Linked DNA regions of Mus musculus: region 2 is linked to region 1. The links are chromatin contacts, called in public promoter capture Hi-C maps. All regions are on one chromosome and are shown on one strand. The core of a region is the stretch at or near the end of the contact, and the rest is flanking DNA. Distances in the headings are between cores, read along the strand shown. Region 1 overlaps Sh3gl3 (SH3-domain GRB2-like 3). Region 2 holds the start of Saxo2 (stabilizer of axonemal microtubules 2).

Region 1 (7,279 bases), core at 998-3,497:
AACCTATGTAAAACAATTTTCTATTATTAAGCCTAGTCAAAACATACGGTAAGTTTAGCCCAATAATTTAATTAAGAGAGTTACTGCATGCACTATAAATGATATTAGCGATTTTCAGAAAGTAGGGACTGCACTGACCATCAAAGCCCCAAGACAAAGAATATTTCTTTATTATTCAAAGTATATTGTTGACTGTCATATGAACACAGCCTGGCAATGTTTTTCATGGCTCTTACAAAGTTCTGAGTGTTGCTGGCTTCCTCCCCACTCCTAGATGCTGGGGATGGAGCATACACTCGACCCCTTAACAGGTAAACTAACCCAAGCCAGCCAGGAAGCCACGGGAGCTGACTTCTGACAGATAAGCCATGGTGCCTGAATGCTCTACCTGTGGGGCTGCTTCCATGCTGCCTGAGCGAGGCAAAGGTGCTTACCGCAACTCCAGCTTGCTCTGCAGCTCCTGGAGGATCTCTGTGGACTGCCTGTGATAGTCTAATGCCGCCTCTACAAACACAGCCAGCTGGCTCACTTGCTCTACCTGTGGCAGAAGTGCAAAGTTACTCTATGCTGGCCAGAGCCCTTGGGATACCCAGAGCAAACAGGAAGCCAGTGACAGCAGCTCAGCTCTGCAAGGCGGCTTGGCAACTGTCTGAGCCCTGGTCCATGTCATCTCATCCCATCTTGGAGCCCTAGGATCATGAGGTCACATCAGAGCTGTCAAGTTGATTTGTTATTCCGAATCTGCAGTAACTTGCCCATCTCCAGTAGAAAGACAGGGCATCAAATGGAGGGATGGAGTTGCCATCCTACAGTCAAAATTCTGACCCATAATTGTTCCTGTGTAAAAGAACTGCAGGGACAAAAATGAAAAAGAGACTGAGGGAAAGGAGGTCCAGTGACTGTCTCTTACGGTTATAAAATTATATCCTGAGTGGTTTGTTTTTTAATGTTCTAAAAGTCATGGATCTAAAGATGGCAGGAAAGAGTTTCCCAACTGTAAATGAAACCAATGGTAGGCATGAGAGCTTGCTTAGGGAAATGTCCCTGTGAGTACTTTCTAGTTAAGCCAGAACAAGGAACAAAGTCAGCTAATATATACTCAGAGAAACTGGGGACATAAGGCAAGTCACACCTGTTCCAGGGCAAATAAATGTTCCCTGCGTTTCTGCTGCCATTCACAAAGCATCTTCCCTGCCACATACAGCAGAAAGGATGAGCATGGAGACCCCATTGTTCCTCTTCCCCACAAATACATACATCAGAAAGGATGAGCAAGGAGACCCCATTGTTCCTCTTCCCACAAATACATACATCAGAAAGGATGAGCAAGGAGACCCCATTGTTCCTCTTCCCACAAATTGGAATGTTCGTGAAGGTAGTGGCTGATTACAGTGGCACTTGGGGTGGGGGAGAATGGGGAGAGGATTACGGCAGGGTCCCATGTTGCCCACATTCTCCTCATACCAATTATATAGCCAAGGCTGGCCTTGAACTGCCTCCTCCTCCTCTCAAGTGCTGTGAGGTTTTGTTTGGAAGCAGTTTGTAAGAAAGGCCCAGAAGAGCTGCAGTCTTGAAGAAGGACCTGAGAGAAACCTGCATCAGGGGGGCTGAAGAACCACCACAGCAAATCAGGATTAAGTTTATTTCTAGAACCTTCTGTAGCAAGCCCCCAAAGATTGAGGTAATTCCTCCCAACCAGCCATTCCCAGTCCAAACCTCAAAACCTCCAGATCTCCACAGAGACACAAATCAAAACCGCCCGTCGCAGGCTTCGCCCAAGCAGCCTTTTCTTACATAGCATTCTAACCATCCGAGGCAGGGTCTGGTTGTTCCTCACTCCGCCATCTGCTTCTCCCTGAGGAGCCAACGGGGGAGCTGCTGGCTTCCACAGATCCATTTGCGTTCGTGTATTGTTGAGAACTCTTCCTGCCCACGTTTTACAAACACAGCTTCAATGTGTGTTTACAACATATACAGAGCCCACTCATGCCAGGAATGCAGTGGGCACACGCATGACTAAGGAAAGCCCTGGCATCGTGCTTGCCTTACCGTGCTCTGTGGCTAGGAAAACAGCCCTGGCCCTCCATTTCCCAAAACCCAATAAACAAAACAAGGACAGCCTGGGCCCTGCAAAACCCAAGGATTTCTTACATTTCACCTCTTTGGCTTTTACCAACACTTTTGAACAAGTCCAGCACCACAGCCTGACATGATCGTGGCAGATTCTGCTAAGAATAGAGCACTGCTCCCTTGCAATGCTACAGCTGCACGCTCTGTGAAAATCGCCGTGACCTCTCTGTCTCTAGAAATAGTAAGGTGTCTGTTTTGAGCCTCATTTTAACTAAGCCAGCTATCTGCAAAATTCAAAGAGGGCTAAAAGCAACCAGGTGAATAACTTGATCGTGCATGTGCAGTTCACAAATATCGTGCACGTGAGTGGGAGTCACACCAACTATGCTCTCTGACAGCTAAGATCATGCAACCTAGAACTCCATCTGGAATCCTTCCCTTAGCAGCTGACTTTGGGAAGGCGACAGATTCCAGAGCCCCTAAAAGCTTGGGAGACAGCAACATCAGCACTCCACGTGGTGCCTGCACATAAGGGGGTGCCCAGCAAAGTTACCAGACTCGGCTCTTCCTACTGAGGGCAAGTCAGATGAAGGCAAGTCAGATTCAAACTGGATTATCTCGGTCACGGTCAGGAGTCAGAAGCTTCTCTCTGCCTCCTAGGACGTGAGCTGTATGTGAACCAGCAGAGATGGCGTCTGCTTCCAAGGGTACAACTTGAACTAAATACCTTGAAGGACAGAGCCAAGCTAAAGCAACAAACTCGGGGCCTGCAAAAGCCAAAGACTGTCCAGGCAAACACACCCTCCATCGGCCACATTACGAAACTTGAAAGCTGCCTGTTGGTTTCATTTGTGGGTGAAAGCTATGAATATGCTAGGTTGTACAGGAAGGGGTACCCAGCAGATAGGTTACACTAGCAACCTTGAAACACGGTGGTATCTTGGGTTTCCAAGGTAGCCCAAAGTAACTATAAACTGTCTTTGGGTTGATAATGCAGCCCAGATGGTAGAATGCTGACCCTGAATGCACCAAGCCCTGGGTTCAACTCTCAGTGTTACCTAAACCAGAGGTAGAGACAGGAATCCCAGTGCTTAAGAGGAAGACAGAGAGGCAGAGCCAGGCGAATTTCTGAGTTTGAGGCCAGCCTGGTCTACAGAGTGAGTTCCAGGACAGCTAGGACTACACAGAGAAACTCTGTCTTGAAAAAAAAAAAAGGAAAAGAAGAAGAAGAAGAAAAAGAAGAAGAAGAAGAAGAAGAGGAGGAGGAGGAGGAGGAGGAGGAGGAGGACGACGACGACGACGACGACGACGACGACGACGACGACAACGACAGAGGGTTCCAGGTCATCCTCACTGCAATGAAGCCAAGCTAGGAGCCACAAAGCTAAGGAATTCTTGTGCTCTCCAGAGACTGCAAAGGATGACAAAGCAGGCTCTTTCCTTCAAGCCTCCAGTCCTGCCATCTCCCCCTATAGTCTAATTTCCAACCTCCAGATCAGAAGGCAATCGATTTGTACTCTTTAGCCGCAGTGCTGCTTGTGGACACTTGTTACAGGAGTCACAGAAAACGAACAACACTTTTTTCTTCTCTTCTCAAACCAAGAGAACTCTAAGGGTGGGCAGCACCACTCAGGGTCTCCATTTCCTGGAGATGGAAGCTGCTGCCTTGAGACTCATGGAAACAAACTGTTACCTTAGCTCTATGGTCCTTGGTCTTCTCTAGGCTGGGGGGCTGGAGAAAAAACAAACAATACAGACTCAACCTCCACCTATGACAGTCACCAATGCTGCATCAGAACCCATGACACCTATGCACACATGTAACTCCATAACCTCTCTTCCGCTGCAAACTGAAGAATACACTCCAGAATATGAAGCTGCTCACATATTTTGGCCCTGGGAATGAGGCCGAGTCTCGATGCCATGGGGATTAGAGTTGCCAGGAGTTGTGGAAGCTTCAGGAACAACCATGTGAGATCTGAACTTGAGGAGGACATTTGAGCCAACTACAATGGACCTGGGCTTGCCCAAAGAAGCAGGGCTCAAAGCCTACAGCCTACAAAAAGGCCCTCCACCTCCACTCTCTGAAAGAGGACTACAGAAATGGTGGCTGGGGAGAAACAGGCTGCAACACCCAAGCCAGATGCCTGGGAGGCACTGTGTGACTGGCATTGAAGTTGCCAAGCTAGCCTTTCATAGTCAAAGCACATGATCTCTGTGAGGTCATCTTCTATTTCAAATGTGGTCATTCCAGTGACTGCCCAGTCCTGTGCTTAGGATTTCTCAAAGGAGCTGGAATTTCTGGATTTTTTTTTCCAGTGAATGTGAGTTCAGTTCCATGGACTCCATATTAAAAGAAAGAAAGATATAAAGGAAGGAAAAGAGAAAAAGAAAAGCCGGGCGGTGGTTGCGCACACCTTTAATCCCAGCGCTTGGGAGGCAGAGGCAGGCAGATTTCTGAGTTTGAGGCCAGCCTGGTCTACAGAGTGAGTTCCAGGACAGCCAGGGCTACAGAGAAACCCTGTCTCGAAAAACCAAGAGAGAGAGAAAGAGAGAGAGAGAGGAAAAAGAAAAAGAAAAGGAAGAAAAAGGAAGAGAAAGAGAAAAAGAGAGAAAAAGAAAAAGAGGAAAAAAAAAAAGAAAACTGTTTGTAGCGGTGTGTGCCTGCAATCCCAGTGCTGGAGAGTTGGAGACAGAGGATCTCTGTGACTTGCTGGCAGCCAGTCTGGCCAAATCGGTAAGCTCTAGATTCAGTGAGAGATTCTACTTCAAAAGTAAGGGGGGTGATGGAGGATGACACCCAAAACCAACCTGTGGCCTCCACACATGCATGTGTACACACACACAGAGAGAGAGAAAGAGAGAGAGAGAGAGAGAGACAGACAGACAGACAGACAGACAGACAGACAGACAGACAGAAAGACAGACACAGTGAAGCCTAAAGAAAATACTCCTCTGGTCCAATGAAAAGAACCCAGAAATCTGGAACTTAGTAATTCCATTAGTCCATGGATGAAGGGAAATCTCTGGCTGAGGGATCTGTCAGCTAGTAACTGCTCCAACACCCTGGCCTCTTCAGGCTGACATAGACACTTTTAAAATGCATGATGTCTGGTTTCTTCCAAGAGCAAAGGCTGATATTTAATAATGCCATGTTGTAAGGACTCAGAGGAGAAGAGTCAAACCTGGGGGTGATGCGTTATCCTCGGGAAACAGCTAGGAAGCCTCAGAACCAACCTCCTGTCTGCAGCAGCCCCACCTGACCATGAACTGCATGGCACACAGGCCCTTCTCCAAAAGGAGGTGCCCTCTGTGTGTCAGTCACAATCCAGCACTGGAGGAGTAAGCCATGGGCCTGGCCCCCTAGGATTCATGGAAATGCAGAGAGCCCAACCGCTCCCTGTCTTAAATGGCTATCCAATGGAGTCACCTGACCTCAAGCAAGAAGTGAGGCCCTCGGTCTGGCATCTAACTCTTCTCAACACAATCAGCAAAGACTGCACTGAGGGGCTAAAGGCGATCTTTCCCTATCCCCCATCCCAAAACCAGCCTGCATCAGATCGGTAGATCAAAGTGAAACTGTTTAGGGATGGTGGAATGAACAACTCAAGCCACACACACACACACACACACACACACAGAGAGAGAGAGAGAGAGAGAGAGAGAGAGAGAGAGAGACGGATTCCGACAGTCCATAGGTTGAGATTTCACATATAGCTGGACATGCATGGGGGTGCCAGACTGTGGGTCCAGCTAGGCTCTCCTGCTGGTTTCTCAGTTACAAGAATGTAGACTGGAAGGTTTATATTGTCTAAAGAGAAAGCAGTGTGCATTGACTATAGACTTGAGGAGTAAGCCATTCTAAAAACTTCCACAAATAGCCTGGTAGCCGGAAAGCCCAAGGAAGAGTTAGTTATATAATCTGCATTTGGAGACCCAGGAAAGACTGAGTCTCTTCATTTCATTCAAAGCTCCTCTCAGGAAAAGCTTCGGCAAACACTTTTTCTATACACGTGCTGGTGAAACGGTTGCCTTACTGGGCCTGGAGAGATGGCTCAACACTTGAGAGCACCGCTGCTCTCCCAGAGGACCCACACGGTGCTCACAGCCACAGACAGTGCTCTAACACGGTAAGCATCCATCCACACAGACAAGGTATCCATACACATAACTGGTGTTTTAAGCTCTTGTTATAGCTTATCCAGGACAGTGGAAGAGGAGGGCTGGAGGCAGTGAGCCCTTCCCAGCCCTGATGGGTGAGATTTCAGCCTCTGAATTCCTGGTGCCACAGAAGCATAAGCAGGAAGTCACCAAGGACAGAGCACAGCGCCTTAAATACTTCTCAGCCACTTTCCTCTGTTTATTCATTTGCTTCGAGTAGATGTTTACAAATCCCAATTCCACTCCCTCCTTCTGTGGGTGAGACTGAGCCTGCCCTTAGCAGGATGCCTTACTCTGCCCTAGAACTGATTCTTGAGGTCAGAAGCCCAGGGAAGGGTGCTCGCTCACCCAGTGCCATCATATTTTACGGTGTTCTGGTAGAGGAGCCACGCTGGCTCTACACTGAGACCTGGCATCCATCAACTGAGGTTGTAGAGAGGAGGTGAAATGTTGAGACTTTGGCCCTGGGCCATACCACCAACACAGTTGATCAAAAGGTCGATAATTACACTTACTGAAGGCTCGCACCAGATACCTGGCTCCTTTGTCAACTTCTCAATTAGACAAAGTCCAGACCAGTATCTGCTGTGGCTCAGCTCCCCAAATCTCTTCCCAACAATGATGAAACATCTCCTCCTCTGTTTGGAGGAAGCCATGGCCCTTCTGTTATCTGCTAGCATGCTCTCCCTGAAGCCTCACTTTAACAGCCTGTTCACCAGTTTCCAATTGGTGCAATGTCACGTGTGCAGCACTGTGAACACCGTGTCATGTGTGCAGCAGTGTGAACACAGTGTCACGTGTGCAGCAGTGTGAACAGTGTCACATGTGCAGCAGTATGAACATAAAATGCCCTCGAGGATCGCATACTGAGGGTTTGATCCAAAGATAATGGCAAGATTCTGGAACTTCTGGAACTTTTAAGAGACAAAGCCTAGTTTAGAGTCAGTCAGTCACGGGAGGGATATGGGGGAGAGTAAGGCTGTCCTTTCTCTCTCCCTTTCTTTTCCCACCCTACATCTCCTTGCTGACCACTCTAAGTGCCGCATCT
Region 2 (7,234 bases), core at 3,749-6,248, 370 kb before region 1:
TAGTCATAGTGATCACAAGTTGTTTACACTGTTAATTTTAATTAGCAAACTTTATAGTTTAAACAATTTATGTCTATAGAAAATTTATTAAGTATAGCAGTTCTCACAAACACCCTCCCAACGGCTTCTCTTATTATTTACATCTTCATTACTGTGTGGTATACTGCATTCTTACAACTGATGAACCAACAGTGATAGTTATTAAAGTCCAGTTCATATTAGGGCGATATTTTAAGTTTAAATTTGTTAGTTGTTATCTTTGGCTTCACTAGTGCTTTCTCTAACACATCTGGTTTCTACCTCCCCTGATTACAGTTTATTTCCTCTTACTTTGGTTACTGTCATTCTGCCTTCTCAAGCTGCGGGAACAGGAGCACTTCATTACTGAGTCCAGCCCGCCAGATGGCCTCAAATTTCCAATCCTATCTTTTAAGTCTCCAGTGTCCACTTTGTTGATTCAATTTTGTTTCTCTATTTTCCCATCTCATTATTCCTGATCAATCTTGTTGATTACATACTAGATCCATTAAAGAAAGAAATATCTCTTTATTTTGTTACTATGAAGAAAATTATTCTAAACTCTTTAAACTTACAGGTAGAACACATACTCTTCCTCCTAAAAGTTATGAGTGTGTGTGTGGGTGTGGGTGTGTGTATGTGGAGGGGAGGGTGTGTGTGTGTGTGTGTGTGTGTGTGTGTGGGTGTGTATGTGGGTGTGTGTGTGTGGGTGTGTGGGTGGGTGTGTGTGGGTGTGGAGGGGTGTGGGGGGGTGAGGGGGGATGTGGGGTGTGTGTGGGTGTGTGTGGGGGGGGGATGGAGGGTGAGGGGGGTGTGGGGTGTGTGGGGGGGGGTGAGGGGGGTGTGGGGTGTGTGTCGGGGGGTGGGTGTGGGGGGGTGAGGGGGGTGTGGGGTGTGTGTGGGGGTGTGGGGTGTGTGTGTGTGTGTGTACGCATGCAAACCTAGCACAGAGGTCAGAGGAGAATTTGTAGGAGTGGTCTGCCTCAGTCTCCCCCACCATGTAGATCCCAAGAATCGAATGCAGGAGGACATAAGGCCCCACAGCAAGCACTTTTCCCTACTAGGCCATCTCACCAGCCCCTAAAGCAGTATCTTCAACATGATCCGCAGGCCTTTCTTTGGTTCTTAGCTTACTGAGGCAATCTTCAAGATCTTAGGTAACTGACACTCTCTGCTGGTCTCTAGGCAAAAGCTCCTCTCAAACAAGTACAACGCGCAGAAACTGGTCTTTACTCTTCCCACTTTCCATCAGTAATGCCTTTTCTGCCTTGCTCTCAGACCAGCAAACACATCCACCCGTGAAGACTTGCGATCATGGAACAGCTGACTTGCCACATGTCACTTCTGCATTTATCCAATATGGGATAAATACAGCTGCAACAGAACGCAATATGGAAGTGAGCTTTTCTCAACATCTATTTTATATTAACTTAATGGGTTGTCAGTCCCTTCTACATGTTTACATCACTAAAGGACAAAGCAAATGGATCATGATGTTATAGAGAGCTAATTAATACTCATGAAAATGCAATAAGCATTTACCAAATCCAACAACATACCTTGCCTGCCAGGCGGCTGGAGATGATTCCATTACTGGATATAAGACAATCAGCAAGAGTAGTTTTTCCTGTTAAACAACAGTAATTACAATACATTTGTTTTAAAGGGGTTAGCATTCAATAATGCTGTATTATCTCCCTGTAGACCTCACCAATCTCACTTGAAAAGTTGTCTGATTAATTTTAAGCTCAGAAATTTTCTTAAGATGGGACAGACTTTACAGAGTAAAACTTAGTAAGACTTGTAACTGATGGGGAAACCACTATGAGATCAAAATACAAACCATCTCTTAAAATGTTTATATTTGTTACTATAATCTAGCTAGCTTTAAGAAATCAATCAAGACTATTATAACTTACCAACCATCCCACACAGACTCTAAAAGCTCAGAAAGCAAAAGTACAGTAATAGTGTTTAGCTCAGAAAGGCATTCTGGGTAAACCATCACCAGGAAACTACAACATGTGGTCTTCTGTCGTATTTACCTGTGTGTGACCCTGGCTGACATTAGCAAATTAAACTGTTGCACTTATTTAATAAGAAAATGTGTTTTCCTGTTGTTGCCTGTGGAGGGCTACACTGCGGTAGCCAATGCAATCCAGTTAAAAACTAAACCTGAAATCTACTGTAAGAAGTCTTTGCATAATCAGGTACACATTTACAGTTCCCTTTATTAGAATACTGCCAGAGTTAACACAATTTCAAGCATCATAAACAGTACTCGTGTTTAAGGAATGATATGGGCATATGCAATTTCCACAGTTGAGTGGGCCTAACAAGTGTTGGATTTTCCCTACAATACAGCTTTTTGTGGTCTGTATGTACATAATCTGTGGAATCTGTATAATAGCATAAACCAGAGACTAATCAATGGGACCTCTGAAGAGCTTAAATAATGAGTTAAAAATCCTAGAAAGTCACTTTCCTGCTGTGCAACAGAGCAGAATTCATTCTAAGCATGGCAAACATACATCCATTACAATGTACCACCAAAAGGGAGACTTTGCATCATTAGGCAAGGCTGAATCCCTTGGTCAACAATGTTTGATGCTTGATATATTACACACTAGTCAATCTGCTATTTAATTCTCAAAGGGGAAAAAAAAAAGAATTAATAAAGAAACAAAGTAAAACCTTTGGCTAGATCTTATATCCTCCAAACATGCACACATGTACCCATGGGCAGGCTAGTCACTTTATTTGTATATAAACTCAGTGTCAGCTGGATCTTCTACAAGTGACCCACCCTCTCTCCTTGTCTTCAGAGCTCATGTTAATGACAAGAGTCACCAAGCCTCTTTCCTGCCTTTTAACCCAGCCAAGCACCTTTCCCAGTCTAATCTCATCTACAATTGGAGGACTTTGCCCTTGCTATATTTTTCCTAATGACTCCCAACACGCTAATAAAACTGTTAATGACCATTTCACTATTATTTCACCACTGGCAGAGATTCTCCTTATCCTCCTTTTACATGGGCTACACACTGACACTCAAACGGAAAGTAATTTGAAAAGACCTCAGAGCTCCGGATGTCTAACCAGAGCTAGAGAGCTTGATCCTGTCTTAGAGTCACACAGGAATGGTGAGGTCTGTGACAGGACCCTGCCTGTGTCTCCCTCGCCTTTAAAATGATACGGAGCTTTGGCTTCAACAGGACTCTAAATGCTGAGCTGCTGCTATGAGAAGAAAGAGTTTCAAATGAAGAGTAGTCTCAGGATAAAGCAGACAGCTGAACCCCACCTTAGACACACGCGCTTCCTTCTGCCTGTCTCCACACCTCCATTTGTACTGCTTGCCCCCCCCTATCACCCACAGCCCCTCAAGGGGCACGTCTAACAATTCTTTTTAACCACTTTGCTACCCAATCCTCCAGGTCTCAAAACTCTCACCCACCCCACCCCCAGCCCATCTCACCACGAAGCCCCGATTCCTCCCTAAAGCTTCTCTGGCTGGACAGGTTGGCCTCATAAATGTCTAGGGCCTGACAAATCTAAAAAAGCACTGCCAACTTAGCAAATGCTCAGTATAGGATGAATTAAATAGAATTTATAGAAGATATATTCTACCAAGACCACAGACATTTTACCATCTCAAGAAACTTTTCCATATTTTAACAAAAATCCAAATTCAAAAGCATTGTATGACATACTGGGCAGACCACCAATCACCCGTTAATCCATTTATTTCAAACGTTCTACAGCATGCTTCTCTGACATGGCACAACACACAACTCCTTAGCAAGCATCACTCTCACCGCTCCAATGAAACAGAGACATTTCCTCTTTGTTAATAAAACCCAATTCTAAAAGCCTTACCGTGGTCAACATGAGCCAGAACACAGATATTCCTAATGTTGGCAGTGTTCTTCTGAAGTCGAATCATCTTATCAACACCACTGAGCACCATGGTTATTTCCTGGGACTAAACATTAAATGCAAATTAAAAATGGTACAAAATCTAGTGGGGGTGGGGGTGGGGGTGGTGTGCACAACAGCGAAAACCAAATGGACAAACTGAGAGGGAGATGCTGATGCTGACAAGTCGCCTCAGATTCCTTAACTGAGAACCCAATGAATGTTTAGCCACATCTATTTCCTTCTGGCCCTGAGGGGATATAGTCCTTTAGGCCCATGTTCCATGGTAAAGTCCACACATCCTGCTGACAGTACTTGTGGGGTGAGCTGGGAGTTTCCGGATCTGCCATGCGATGAATCACGCAGTTGGGAGCCAGGTGCAGAGGCGCCCGGCTAAGTCACACTCACACTCACATACATACATACATACATACATACACACACACACACACACACACACACACACACACACACCAGAGACAGACAGTCAGTCTCTCTCTCTCTCTCTCTCTCTCTCTCACACACACACACACACACACACACACACACACACCCTTCCCTACTTCAGTCCCTCCAAAAGTCTGCCTTTCTGTCAAGCTTGCTGGCTTTTATCAGACATGAGAACTTCGGCCCTGTGACTGCACTGAGTGTCCTTAAAAGTTTTTGGATCACGTGCCTAGGAACACACCAGGTGCACGACACACCTTCTACCCCTCTCTCCAATTAAAAGAAGCAAATCGAGGTCTGCATGCCCTTCCTCCTCTTGGGTTCCTGGAGTCGCTGCCGCTGAGAGTACCGGGTCCCTATAAAGTGCAGCCGCTCGGGACACTCCTCGCCCAGCCCAATCGACATGACCCCCCCGGGTCTCCGTCACCGTCTGGTCGCCGGCGTCCCTAGCAAGTCCCCCCACTCACCAGCTCCACGCCGCACCTCACCCACGCACCTAAGACTCCAGGGGTAGCTCAGACCGGAAGTCGCAGGAGCCTGGGGGCGGGGCCTGTGGGCCTGTGACCTCTGACCCGCGCGCATCTAGAACATCACCGGAAGCCACGTCGTTTCCCTTCAACTTGGAGTTCCGCGGTCGCCTTGACGACGGCGGACGCTGTAGCTGCTCTGAAGTGTGCCAGCCTAAGCCTGCGGAGGGGGACGCTGGAGCGCAGAGCATGAGGAACTGGTGTCTGTGCCAGATTTGCACCTGCGGGTAAGAAACGTCCGCCCGGTGTGGCGTCCGCAGAGCCGCGAGCCCCGCCGCGCACACCCCCTAAGGACTCCCTTGCCTGAACCGGAGGAGACCCCTACTCCACCCCCACCCCCCACCCCCCACCCCCGACCTTATGCTCTGCTAAATGCTGCCCATTTCCTCTGCTTGGCTAGCTCCTGGGCAAAACTTATTTTCTTTGCATTCCCTGAGGCTTCCCATCCAGAGATTTAAGCTAAAATACAGTTCAGATCAGCTAAGTAGTATGAGCAAATATGGCTGGTAAGTGATGGAGTCACCCACCGATTCTATTGGTTAACTTAAAAGAACAGTATCCATGGTATTTCGTTTGCCACCCAGAACCTTCCATCCTCTAAACTCTATTTTTATTCCTGCCAAGGCAACATTTTCCTGAGGCCTTTCTGACAGACAAAAATGGCAATAGTCCTCACCGTAAACCTCAGGTTTGGTTTGTAAGTCCTGCCTAACAACTTTACATCACCAGTAAACACATTCTTCTCTATCCTCAAGCTTACTGTTTACCCAGGGGTTAGATCACCTTTGATAAGTGAATAAGAGTAACTGAGTAACGCCAAGCCCTTTGTACTTGTAATCCCCTTCTAAGGGCAACCAGCTACAACACATATTGATTGAGAGCAGTTTCTCAGCCCCTTTTGTAATAAACATTGTTTGTATGTTTGAACAGATGCAAACATAACTTTTAAGGCTTGAATCTGCAAAATCTTGTATGTAAGAAAAAAAATGTATTTGAATCTGAATTTATCTACAAACTAAGTTATTTTCCCATCCACCCATCAGGAAATTCATTATATTAGGGACTTTACATTCTTCAAGAATAATATCACCATCCACAGAGCTGGGGGGACTGCCAATGTAAGAGGAATCCCCTTTAGGCTTTGAAGCATGGCTAATAACTTCTGCCGAAATGTCCCTTGCAAACACTTAGTTGCAGCGAGAGCACTGCCTTAGCTGCTTTCAGTTTTATAACTGAGGTACAAGAATCTTTGACAAAATGGGTAGTTACTATGACATACATAGTTCCACTCAGCCAATGGTTTTTAAACTTTGGCTACCTTCATGAGTCATTGTCTCAAAACGGGGCAAAGATTCTTCACCATCATCCCTCCCCATACCACCTCTCATCTTTTGCCTCCTTTCCTGTTGGAAGGAAAGATGGAAGATCTGTCCATATTCATTTGTTGTTGAAGACTATCTGTTAGGTACATTTGCACCACTGTGGTAGCACTGTGGTAAAAACAGCGAAGGAGAGGAGGTCTGTTTGGGCATACAGTTTGAGAGGGTGCAGTCCCTGGCAGTCAAACATGGTGGGGTTCTTGTTCATGTAACACGAAGCAAGACTTTTTACATGCTGGCAGACCAGGAGGTAGAAAGCCTGTGGAATCAAGACCCAGGCTCTCATCTTCCAAGGGCTGCTGTTTACAACTTATTTCCAGGTAGAGGCCAGCTTCCAAAAGCCTTCCAGAGTGTTTCCATCAGCTGGAAAGCAAAGGTTCAAAATATGTGAACATCTCAGATTCAAACCATGATGCCATCTTTTCTCTCTTAGGGAACTAAAATTTAATTCCTTTGATTTTCCATTAGGGACGTCTGATCTCATCATTTCTGTGAGCTGGTTGGTTTGTTTGTTTGTTGTTTGTTTGTTTGTTTCAAAAAGACAGAGAAGTTTAACAAGTGTAAACAGCTATAACTGGCAGCAAAAGTATAAAGCGGAAGGGAAATTGCACACGTTAGACTAGGAGGATTTTGCTTTCTTTTATAATTTCTCTGCACTGTTATGTTTTATACTTGTCCACAATCTTAGGTAAGTTATATTGTGAATGCATTGCTTTTGTGGACAATAAAAACACTGACAAATTCTAAAGTTTTGACTTGTGTTTTGTTAATCACCGCAGCTCTATCAGAACTTTTATATGTACGTGACCTATGCACTCTGCTCCTGGATTTTCCAAGTATCTTGGACCCTGCATAGGACAAAATCACTTCAGCACTTTCCAGCACCTCCTTTGCAGCAGACATTGCTGAGTCTCATGAGTCTTCTGACTTTAGAGTTTCCTAGACATG

What was found. Promoter capture Hi-C pulls out the DNA fragments that hold promoters and counts their contacts.
Region 2: a contact with region 1 is called in a promoter capture Hi-C map of hippocampal neurons, with 2.2 times the contacts expected there. The contact joins the promoter of Saxo2 here to the enhancer-like site in region 1. A contact is called at or near these places in 3 of 39 promoter capture datasets (the 3T3-L1 cell line, 3T3-L1-derived adipocytes and hippocampal neurons), 1 of 15 datasets of contacts at CTCF or cohesin (the NIH/3T3 cell line) and 1 of 484 Hi-C or Micro-C datasets (the N1E-115 cell line).

Annotation. Positions count from the first base shown.
Region 1 is chr7:82,277,314-82,284,592 of GRCm38.p6, reverse strand. It overlaps Sh3gl3 (SH3-domain GRB2-like 3), which reads right to left. Exons shown (of 9, transcript NM_017400.7): 7 at 435-538. Among named protein-coding and RNA genes, the nearest start is that of Gm51492, 16 kb to the left of the region's middle. Within about 2 kb of position 2,247, at least 19 of the 459 cell types and tissues checked have an H3K27ac peak or open chromatin away from gene starts, as enhancers often do. A contact at or near this core is called in hippocampal neurons, where this site is marked.
Region 2 is chr7:82,646,292-82,653,525 of GRCm38.p6, reverse strand. It overlaps Saxo2 (stabilizer of axonemal microtubules 2), which reads left to right and starts at 4,998. Exons shown (of 3, transcript NM_177894.4): 1 at 4,998-5,134. The coding sequence starts at 5,097. Efl1 (elongation factor like GTPase 1) reads right to left here and starts at 4,912. Exons shown (of 20, transcript NM_175317.3): 1 at 4,848-4,912; 2 at 3,895-4,000; 3 at 1,578-1,645. The coding sequence starts at 3,985.